Regions from separate parts of the Mus musculus genome. Here region 2 is linked to region 1. A link is a contact called in public HiChIP or PLAC-seq data. All regions are on one chromosome and are shown on one strand. Each heading gives the region's core, a stretch centred on a gene start, on an enhancer-like site or on the middle of the called end of the contact. The rest is flanking DNA. Distances are from core to core; before and after follow the strand shown. Region 1 holds the start of Tbx4 (T-box 4). Region 2 has its middle 56 kb from the start of Tbx4.

What was found. HiChIP or PLAC-seq counts read pairs in DNA pulled down with a chosen protein or histone mark.
Region 2: a contact with region 1 is called in a CTCF HiChIP or PLAC-seq map of the NIH/3T3 cell line, with 10 read pairs. The contact joins the enhancer-like site here to the promoter of Tbx4 in region 1. A contact is called at or near these places in 1 of 15 datasets of contacts at CTCF or cohesin (the NIH/3T3 cell line), 3 of 484 Hi-C or Micro-C datasets (bone marrow-derived macrophages, granulosa cells and nephron progenitors), 5 of 115 datasets of contacts at active chromatin or transcription factors (embryonic stem cells, neural tube and pancreatic cancer cells) and 5 of 9 other capture datasets (adipose tissue, embryonic stem cells, liver and 2 more).

The regions. Positions count from the first base shown.
Region 1 is chr11:85,884,108-85,888,502 of GRCm38.p6, reverse strand. It overlaps Tbx4 (T-box 4), which reads right to left and starts at 2,136. Exons shown (of 9, transcript NM_011536.3): 1 at 1,941-2,136.
Region 2 is chr11:85,939,747-85,944,141 of GRCm38.p6, reverse strand. No RefSeq gene overlaps it. Among named protein-coding and RNA genes, the nearest start is that of Tbx4, 56 kb to the right of the region's middle. Within about 2 kb of position 1,756, at least 73 of the 459 cell types and tissues checked have an H3K27ac peak or open chromatin away from gene starts, as enhancers often do. A contact at or near this core is called in the NIH/3T3 cell line, where this site is marked.

The sequences.
Region 1 (4,395 bases), core at 887-3,386:
GCTGGCAGAGTTACTCTGCGCTTTCCTTTCCGACCATCCCTTTCCTCTGCCTATGAGCTGACCTACCACTGAGAGAAGCCCCTAGATTCCCCTTTTTTTACTTGCTCCTCTGGGCGCTCCTCTACGTCCCTGAAGGCTCCAATACTGGGATATTGGGTCCCATGCTCGCCCCCGGCCCTTCACGTCTACCCTTTGCAGAGTGGCCCGCGGGCGAGCTCCGCTGCCTCTAAGCCTAGGATGGTCGCTTTGAGCTACTTAATTTTCCGAAGGGGAACAAAAGGGCGTAGCGTTTTTCTTTTCATATTTGTTACTAGTGATTTTTTTCCTTACACTAAGGGAGTTTTTAATTTGTCTTTTTGTGTGTGTGTGTGTGCTTTGACTGTTATTATTTAAGTAAAACTCTGGTCAGTTTAGTAATTTTGTCCCTAGTTCTGGGATTATTCGTGACTTTAACACTGTAAGGGTAAAGCGGAAGGTTTGATTATCATTGTAGACTATGCTGTTGCTTTGCTGTTACTGTTTCGCCCTTCAGGGCTCCCCTGGCACATTAGTAACACTGTTACCAATATCTAGACAATTGGATGCAGTGTTCAGTTAGTCCTGGTAATCAAACATTGTTTTACATCCCATTCCTGTTCCCACTTCTAGCTCTTCAGACTATCTAAATTTTCAAACGATGTTATTTAGCTTAGTTGTAATATTACTGTCCCAGATATCTCTCAGGTTAATTTTCTTTATATCATTATAATCGTTCTTGTTATCTTACCACAATTCGTTTTGTTAGGATTGTTTATGATATTCTAGGCATCATCATTATTCATCGTATCTCCCCGTAACTCTGTCATTATTTGCCACGGTATGGATCTTAATTTGCCTGCTATTTTTTTTTTTCATCACAAATGGCTGCTTGCTACTTTGTCACCATCTGTGATACTGCCGTAGCCTTTAATATTCTGGTTATTTCTCAGCGCATTGGTATAATACTTATTACTTGGGCATTATTTACAATGTTATGACTACTAATACTTGCTCATAAATTGTCATTACTCCAGCAATCCTCATCAATGTGTCTCTACAAGCATTAAGGTTACTTGTTAATGTTCTGGTTAACATAATATTGATAGGAGATCAACAATGCATCATGTGATAGTCTCGCAATGATACCGAAGGAACTTCCCATGATATATATGTTGTTCATCTTTTCCCTAGCTCATTTCCTACAGTACTTCAGTTCAGTATTTTGCTATATCAGTATTATTTCTTATATACTATGGATAGTGACTTTACGGTTACTTTTTCTCCGTACTGAAGTTATTTTGACTTCAACCCTTTTCAAATTGTTATTACTATTTTCATTTGATTCTGAAAAAAAAAACTATTGTTCTAACAAAAATCCTAAGGATTTCATCAGTTAACGGTTTCGTTCTTTCTTTGGTAATTGTTCACATTGTGGTCATTTTGAGCTACTGTTACATTACTGTTACTTAAGTAACGGCCACTGATTTAAATCTGAGGAGCCTGTGGTATCAAACAGCCCACAGTTCTGATTACCCACATTTCTGCGTGGATTTTCAGTGTGCACCGCTAGTCCCAAGACTTTTTTTTTTCCCTTTCTTATTCTGTAAATTCGAATTTCAAGGCCACAGCTCTTGTCCTTAGAAAGCCATCTCTTAAGCGATAATACTCTTAGGTCCCTAGACCCATTTAGTCCCATTACTCTAGATTATGGGGCTTGTGCCCTTGCTACTGGGTGTCGCCGGGGCAAGTACCTGGCTACCGAGGCACGGTCGCGATCCTCCTGCGACTTTTGACTACCCCAGGCCCTTACCCTAGTTGCCCGCTATTTAGCTCATCCCTCTGGATCCTGCTGCTTAAACCTGAGCTGAATGACCCCAGCCCCGCACCCTGCTCACCGGCGACGGGCTGGAGCCCACACTCACCCTAACTGCGCCGCAGCATGCGGAGGCTCCTGCGGCCCCAGGTCTGCAACCAGCTCAGGTCCTAGAGGAACGGGACCGCAGGGAGTCTGCCTGGGCCTCTGGGTCACCGTCCGGCTGCCTGCTGCGCCCTCGGGGCCCAGCACATCCCGGGTGTAGAGCGGGCCCTTGATCTCCGAGGCTGCACTTTGGGGCCTCTGCTCCCTCCTCCTGGTCCTCCCTCCCTCCGGGGCCGCCCCCCCCTCCGTGCTGACGTCGCAGCTGTCAATCAGTTCTCGCCTGCCGCCCCCCCCCCCCGGAGAGGGGGAATTCTAGGGTCCTGGGACTCTTCGGTCCTCCCAGACCCCAAGCCTCAATTGGGCTGCGGGATTCTCAGCAGTACAAAAGGGTGTCCTCGCCTTGGTCCTAGGGCTGGGCAGGGGCCTGGAGCCCCGCATGGTTTAGATTAGAGAGGAGGGAAGAGGGGACGGGCAGCTGGGTCGCTGTGCCCTGTTCCCACTGAGGCTGGACAGCCCGGCCTACTCCTAGGCCTGGGCCTGGCTACTTGCCGGGTCACCTCCCTGCACCGGCTCTCCCACAGCCCCGCCTGCACGCAGTGGACTTAGGAGCCCTGTGACCGAGGACATATATGCCCTGTACGGCCCCTGATCACCCGTGCTTACATCTACAGCCCTGTGCCCTAGATCTGGCCAGAGGATCACGGGCTGCCGGCAGGCCTATGAGTCCATGGCAGGGGAGTGCAAGGAGGAGGTTGGATGGCTGGACCTGGCCTGATATCAGAGAGAGATGCTTAACTAGCCTCAGTGGGAGCTTGGCCCCTAACCTAGCCACAGCTGGATTTGAGGGTGCGGGAATAGCTGAACCCTTTGAGGAAACTGCAGCTGAGAGGCAGGCTTGGGCCAGGAGGTCCCCAAGATCCAACTCAATGCATACTTCAGCTTGCAGCACTGAGATGGCAGATGGTGCCTTCTGCTCGGAGCCAGAAAAAGTGAGGCCTGCTTAGTAGTCTAGACCTTGAGACTGCCTGCCTCCCTCTTGATCCACTTACCTTTCTTTTTCTTTACATCTATGTACACCTCCTACAGCCTCTGAGGTCCAGACTCCTGTGGCCTTGGCCCCATCCCTGTCTGGACTTCATAGCCTGCCACATGCCCAGGAAACTTGGTCAAGAATATACCTATCCAATCATCTCCAACGGTCCCCCAAATCTGTTAGTAGGGATCCCCGCCATTAGTTTTCAGTTCTCAGCAGGGTCCGTGTCCCTTGACCGACTGGGTCATCACCTGATCATCACCTTCCCAATCCGTTTAGGATTTGTCCTCAGAAGCAGATTGAAGGCACGCTACTACCAAGAAGATTTCCTGAAGGGACTTGCCCCCTTTTCAAAGTTGAAAGGCAAGCCAGCATCTGTATCTTCTTGGCTCAAAAAAGAAGCAAAACAGGGGTCTTGGGAAAAACAAACTGTAGAGAGTATATCTTATGTCTGTATGGACAGGACTGGGAGGAAGAGCCAGACTTAACTCCTACAACCAACCAACCAACACCCACTGCTGTTAGGAGCCAGTGGCCCAGCTTAGGAGTGGTCTATTATCATCTATGGATGCAATCCTTCCCCCCATAAGCCAGACCCTCTTGGCTCACCTTTAATCCCACCACTCCAGGAGGCAGAGACAGCAGATACATGGGAATTAAAGGCTAACCTGGTCTACAGAGCCAGTTCCAGGACAGCCAGGGCTACACGGAGAAACCTTGTCTCAAAAAACAAAACAACAACAAAAATTCCTCCCATAGAATCCCAAACTAAGGAGAGGAAGCAAGCTCTAAGAGGGCCAGAGATGCTTTGTTCCAGCACTCTGTCTCCTGGAGTGAAGAAAGAAAAGGCCCTGGTGTTTCAGAGTATGCCCGGGAGCCATGTTTCCTGTGCTAGAGAAAACTGGATGACAGTCCGAAGCTTCCGCCCCCAGGCCCACACTTGTCTTCTTCAACAGCTTGCCTGTAGGGAAATCTTTCCCATGTCCATAGGCAGGCTGACCAAGCAACTGTGTGGGATAGGCAAACAGTGCTGGTGGTGAATTAGCAGGGACTGTAGGAAGAACAGAGTTAGGCCAGACCCTGGAAAGAATTTGTTGACAGTCACCGGAGGAAGTTCCTAATGACACACCGTGTAGTGAGGCTCTTAAATAATTAGGCTGTGGTCTTCCTATAAGTGCATGTCTTTCTGGAGACTCATGGGAAATGGTCTAAATCAGTATCAACTGGTTCATGATGATGTGGAGACATGAGATATGGAAGAGACAGGCAAGGTTTTGGCACTGAAAATAAAGCAGCAAACTAGCCAGCAAGTAAGTGACTGAGTGGGAAAGAAAAAGCTCTCTCTCTCTCTCTCACACACACACACACACACACACACACACATCATTATCATCATCATCATCAAAAGAATAGAATAATTCCTACA
Region 2 (4,395 bases), core at 507-3,006, 56 kb before region 1:
ACTACTTCATTCTGGTCCTCTTGAGCTGTAGTTCCGCAATACCAGTGGTGCTACTGCCCTCTGCCTCTGAGCTGATCTCTTGGAGGTAGGATATACAATGTTCTCGGTTGTGCATCCTGCAAGATGCAAGGTGTGCCCTGACTTTCTACCTTGCATGGCACTGGCTGTCTACTTTTAATGATCTTATTTCTGGTTCTTGGTTTTTGTCTGGTTTGTTTGTTTGTTTGTTCGTTTGATTGTTTGTTTGTTTAAAAAATAACATTTATTTGGGCATGGCGCTGTGTACCCACACTGCCAACACTAGAACAGCGGAGGAGAATCTCAAATCAAAGTCGGTCTGGACTGCAGAGTGAATCTGCCTCGTGTCAGGGGAGCAGGGAGATGGGAGGAGGGAGAAAAGGCGGCAATGAAAATGAATATACAAGGTAGCAATGAAAATGAATACACATGAGAAAACAAAGACAATTTCCAATTTCTGTAGCAATGTACAAAATTCTCCATGTTACAGAAGACATGATGACCCCCGAATGACTCCATGTCTTCCTTTGAGATTCCAGCACACAAACACTGTTATTCTCCAGTTACATTCTGACCATGGCCTAAAGGATTTCTAAGATAACCTCAGAGAGAAAGGTAATCTCTAAAACTAACATTTGAGAAAACATAAAAGAAATGAAGCTCAGAAAAACTAGATATAATTTCTTTTTCAAACTAATACACTGACCTGGTATGTAGCTCAGAGAGAGACCATTCACTTAGCATGTGGGAGGCTCTGAATGAATTTAATCCTTAGAATAGAAAAAAAAAAAAAAAAAAGCTGGAGGCCGGGGGGTGAGGGGAGCTTATTTTCTGAATTCTCAGAGATAAAGAAAATGTGATATACTCTTTTTAGGTAGAGAGCCATTTTTAAAGGTATAAGAATCGGTTTTGTGGGGCTTAGGCTGTGGCTCCTTTGGTAGGGTACTTACTTAACATGCATGAAGACCACCATTTGACTCTCAGCACTGCATAAACAGGGGCATGGTGAGGACGGTGGTGCACGTCGACATACCCGGCCCTGGGGAGGGAGAGGGGGGTGAAGGCAGGAAGAGTAACAGTTCAAGTTCATTCCTCACTATATAGCAAGTTCCAGATCAACCAAGGCTGGGTAAGACCCTGTCTATAATTAATTCATGCATTTTTAGCCTAAGTCTGTACATTAAGGAGTCATCAGGCAATCAGAACTCCAGCATCCTCACCAGCCTCTGCTTGGTGCCCTGTGGAATCTGTGAATCAGTAGAGTGCCAGCCTCGGTGCCCGGGTGCTCAGTTCTAGCCTGGGCTCCCCATTTCCTCCCCTTTTGTCCTTGGCCAGGTCACTTAGCTCCTCAGAGCCATACTCTTTAAAGTAGAGATTAAACTCACCTCCCAGAGATGTTGGGATGCAATGGCTCCAACTGTAAACTGTAAAGCACCATGCAAACAAAACTGCTCTCTGCAGTCATCAGTGTCCAGTCCTCCCGTCCCTCTCCCTCTTGACTTCCCTCACGGGCAGGTCCCCAAGACCTGACCCCTTCAGCTCCTGTCCCTTCCTCTCCCCTCCCTTCAGCTCCTGCCCCATCCTGCCTCTGGTTTCCAAGAGAAAAGGGCCTTCCTCATCCAGGTCTTCCTAGGGAATGCCAAGCCTTTTGCCTAAATTGAACAGTAGTCCCATGAGGTTAGGTAGTGAGGTTTTGAATCTGGGCAGTATGACTCAGTCTCCATGCTTGGAGCCTGGCTAGCGCTGAGTAACTTTTCAGACAGCAGTCATTACAGATCTCTTTGTTGCCATGAGAGAGAAAGCTTTTGATACACACTTGCCTTCTAGAGGGACACTAACTCAGTTCCAGCCAGGAGCCATTAGTGAGCCCAGCCTGGATACTTTAGAGATGGCTGCTTCCTCCGCCACAGAAGAGCCTCAGAGGAAAAGTGCTGACTGGTCCTAGAAAGAGCATAGATCTGCAACGTGCCTTGGAAGGCTTCAGGTTCAAAGCGGCTGGGGCCCAGCCAGTCAGGGCAGCACCAGGGAGCCTGGAAACCAGAGAGGCCCCAGCAGGCTGGGCTCTGCAGCCTGGCGGGGCCTCACCCTGAGCATCTCCAGATGGGCCTGGATCTGAGCTGCCTTTTCCAGCCAGGCCACAGTGGGGCTGGGGAGGTCTGAGAAGAGAATCAGAGGCCCCAAAGCTGGACAGGAAGTTTCCTCCTGCTGCAAGGGACTTCCCCACCCCCCACTTCCCTACAGCAGGAAGCAGAAAGCTCTGCCCCCACGGGTCCTTGACATTCTAAGACGTGCAGATTGTGTCAGCATTTCCATTTTAAACCCCTAATTTCATAGGTTTACAGCTTGAGTCGTAAAAACTCACTCTGGGCTGAAGTTTGGCACCCAGTCTCTGAGCTGTTTTTAAGCTGGGCACTCAGAAAATTGATACATTTTGGTTTTTTTGTTTTTGTTTTTTGTTTTTTTAGTTTCAGACATTCTTTTTAGTTTCAGACATTCGGGGGACTTCTCTGTAAATACTCCCAAAGCTTTGTTGGGTTAAAATGAGTTTCTAAATCATTGGTGGACAACGCCACAAAGATCTGCCTCGGAAGTCTCAGTCAATGTGTTTTGAGAGAATAGTGTCTGCTCACCAGAAAGATGGATGGCTCCCCAGAAAGATGGATTCCCACTACACAAAGCCAAGGCAGTACAGACCAGCAGGACCAGTGTAATTGCAGAGCAGGGTACTTTGTAACTGGCCTGCCCCACTTCCAGGGCCTCCAGCTGCTCAGCCTTGAACCACATCTAGATTCTCAACTTCAGGCACCCTGACAGGGATGCTCAACTGATTCCAAGGCTTTTACTGTTGTTTAGTTTTCATGTGTTTTATTTTTGAGATGGAGTCTCACTATGTAGCCCCGGGCTGGGCTCAGATTCGTAATCCTCCTGATTCAGTCTCTAGAGTGCTGGGATGACAGGCATGCAACACCAAGCTTGGGCCTCTAAATCAAGTGTCACAGCTTATGTAGCCTGGACCAGTATAGACTCAAATCTCCATTTCCCTTTTTAAAAATAAAGTAGGGATAATTATCCTTTCTTGGAAGTTTAGTGTAAACAGCAAAGATTTATTCATTTACACAGCCCCTGTGCTAGACTGACGACACAGCCCCTGTGCTAGACTGACGACGGGGTTTGGTGCCAAGGTGTAAGCATCAGGGAACAAGGAGGACATTTCTGCAGTAGATAGTCAGGAAAGGATCCCGAAACACTTCAGTTAAGATTTCCACTGCTAAGCCCCGCATGGTGGCACATGTCTTTAACCCCAGCGCTTGGGAGGCAGAGGCAGGAGGATCACTGTGAATTCGAGGCCAGCCTGGTCTACAAAGTAAGCCCAGGACTGCTAGGGCCAGGGCTGATTACACGGAGAAACCTTGTTTTGGAAAAACAAAACAAAACAAAACAAAAACAAAACAAAACAACAATCCACTGCAGATCTCTGTGAGTTCAAGGCCTGCCTGGTGTACATAGTTCTACTATAAGCATAGCCAGACTGGCTTTCTCTGTGTAGCCCTGGCTGTCCTAGAATTCACTCTGTAGACCAGGCTGGCCTCAAACTCAGAGATCTGCCTGCTTCTGCCTCTTGAGTGCTGGAATTAAAGGCATTCACCAGGACTACCCTTCAAAACCCTGCCTTTTAAAAATAAAATAAAATAATATTCCCTCTAGCAACTCTCTGGCCACTGAAACCATTAAAGACTTTCAAAGCACCAGCTTACTTAAAAACAAATTGCTTATTTATTTATCTCTCTGTTTATTTATCTCTCTGTGTTCCCTCAAACTGTCCTGGACCCCTCAATACGTAGTCTATGTTGACCCTGGATTGATGCTCCTGCTGCCTTGACTTTTTGAGTACTGGAATTACATCAGTGCCACCAGACCCAACTTGGAAGAAGTCTTTTCTTCCTCCTTTTGTGTCCTCACATACAAGGCAAATGCTTAGCATGCGGCTGAACCCATTCCTCCAAGGGCCTTTGAAAATCCCAGCATAACAAGGAGCTAGTGAACGTTTAGCTATGGCAGGGTGCCTGCGGGTGTGAGAGCTGAGGGACACACACACACACACACACACACACACACACACACACACACACACATATCTCTTCGCAGTTAATGCACCCTCAGACGACCTGGGTCTCGCAGTCAGCCACCTCAGCTCAAGGCCACTGAAAGAATACCATCTCCTCAAAGGTCTCAAAGGTGGCATTGTCAACTTAGGTCAGCAGGTGCCCATCGCAGACAGGAGGGACATCCAGGTTGGATGCCCACCCAGGGCCACCAACATGATCTGTTTCTGGGGAGAACATTCCAGCCAGGAAAGAGACTCTTAGGAACAACGCC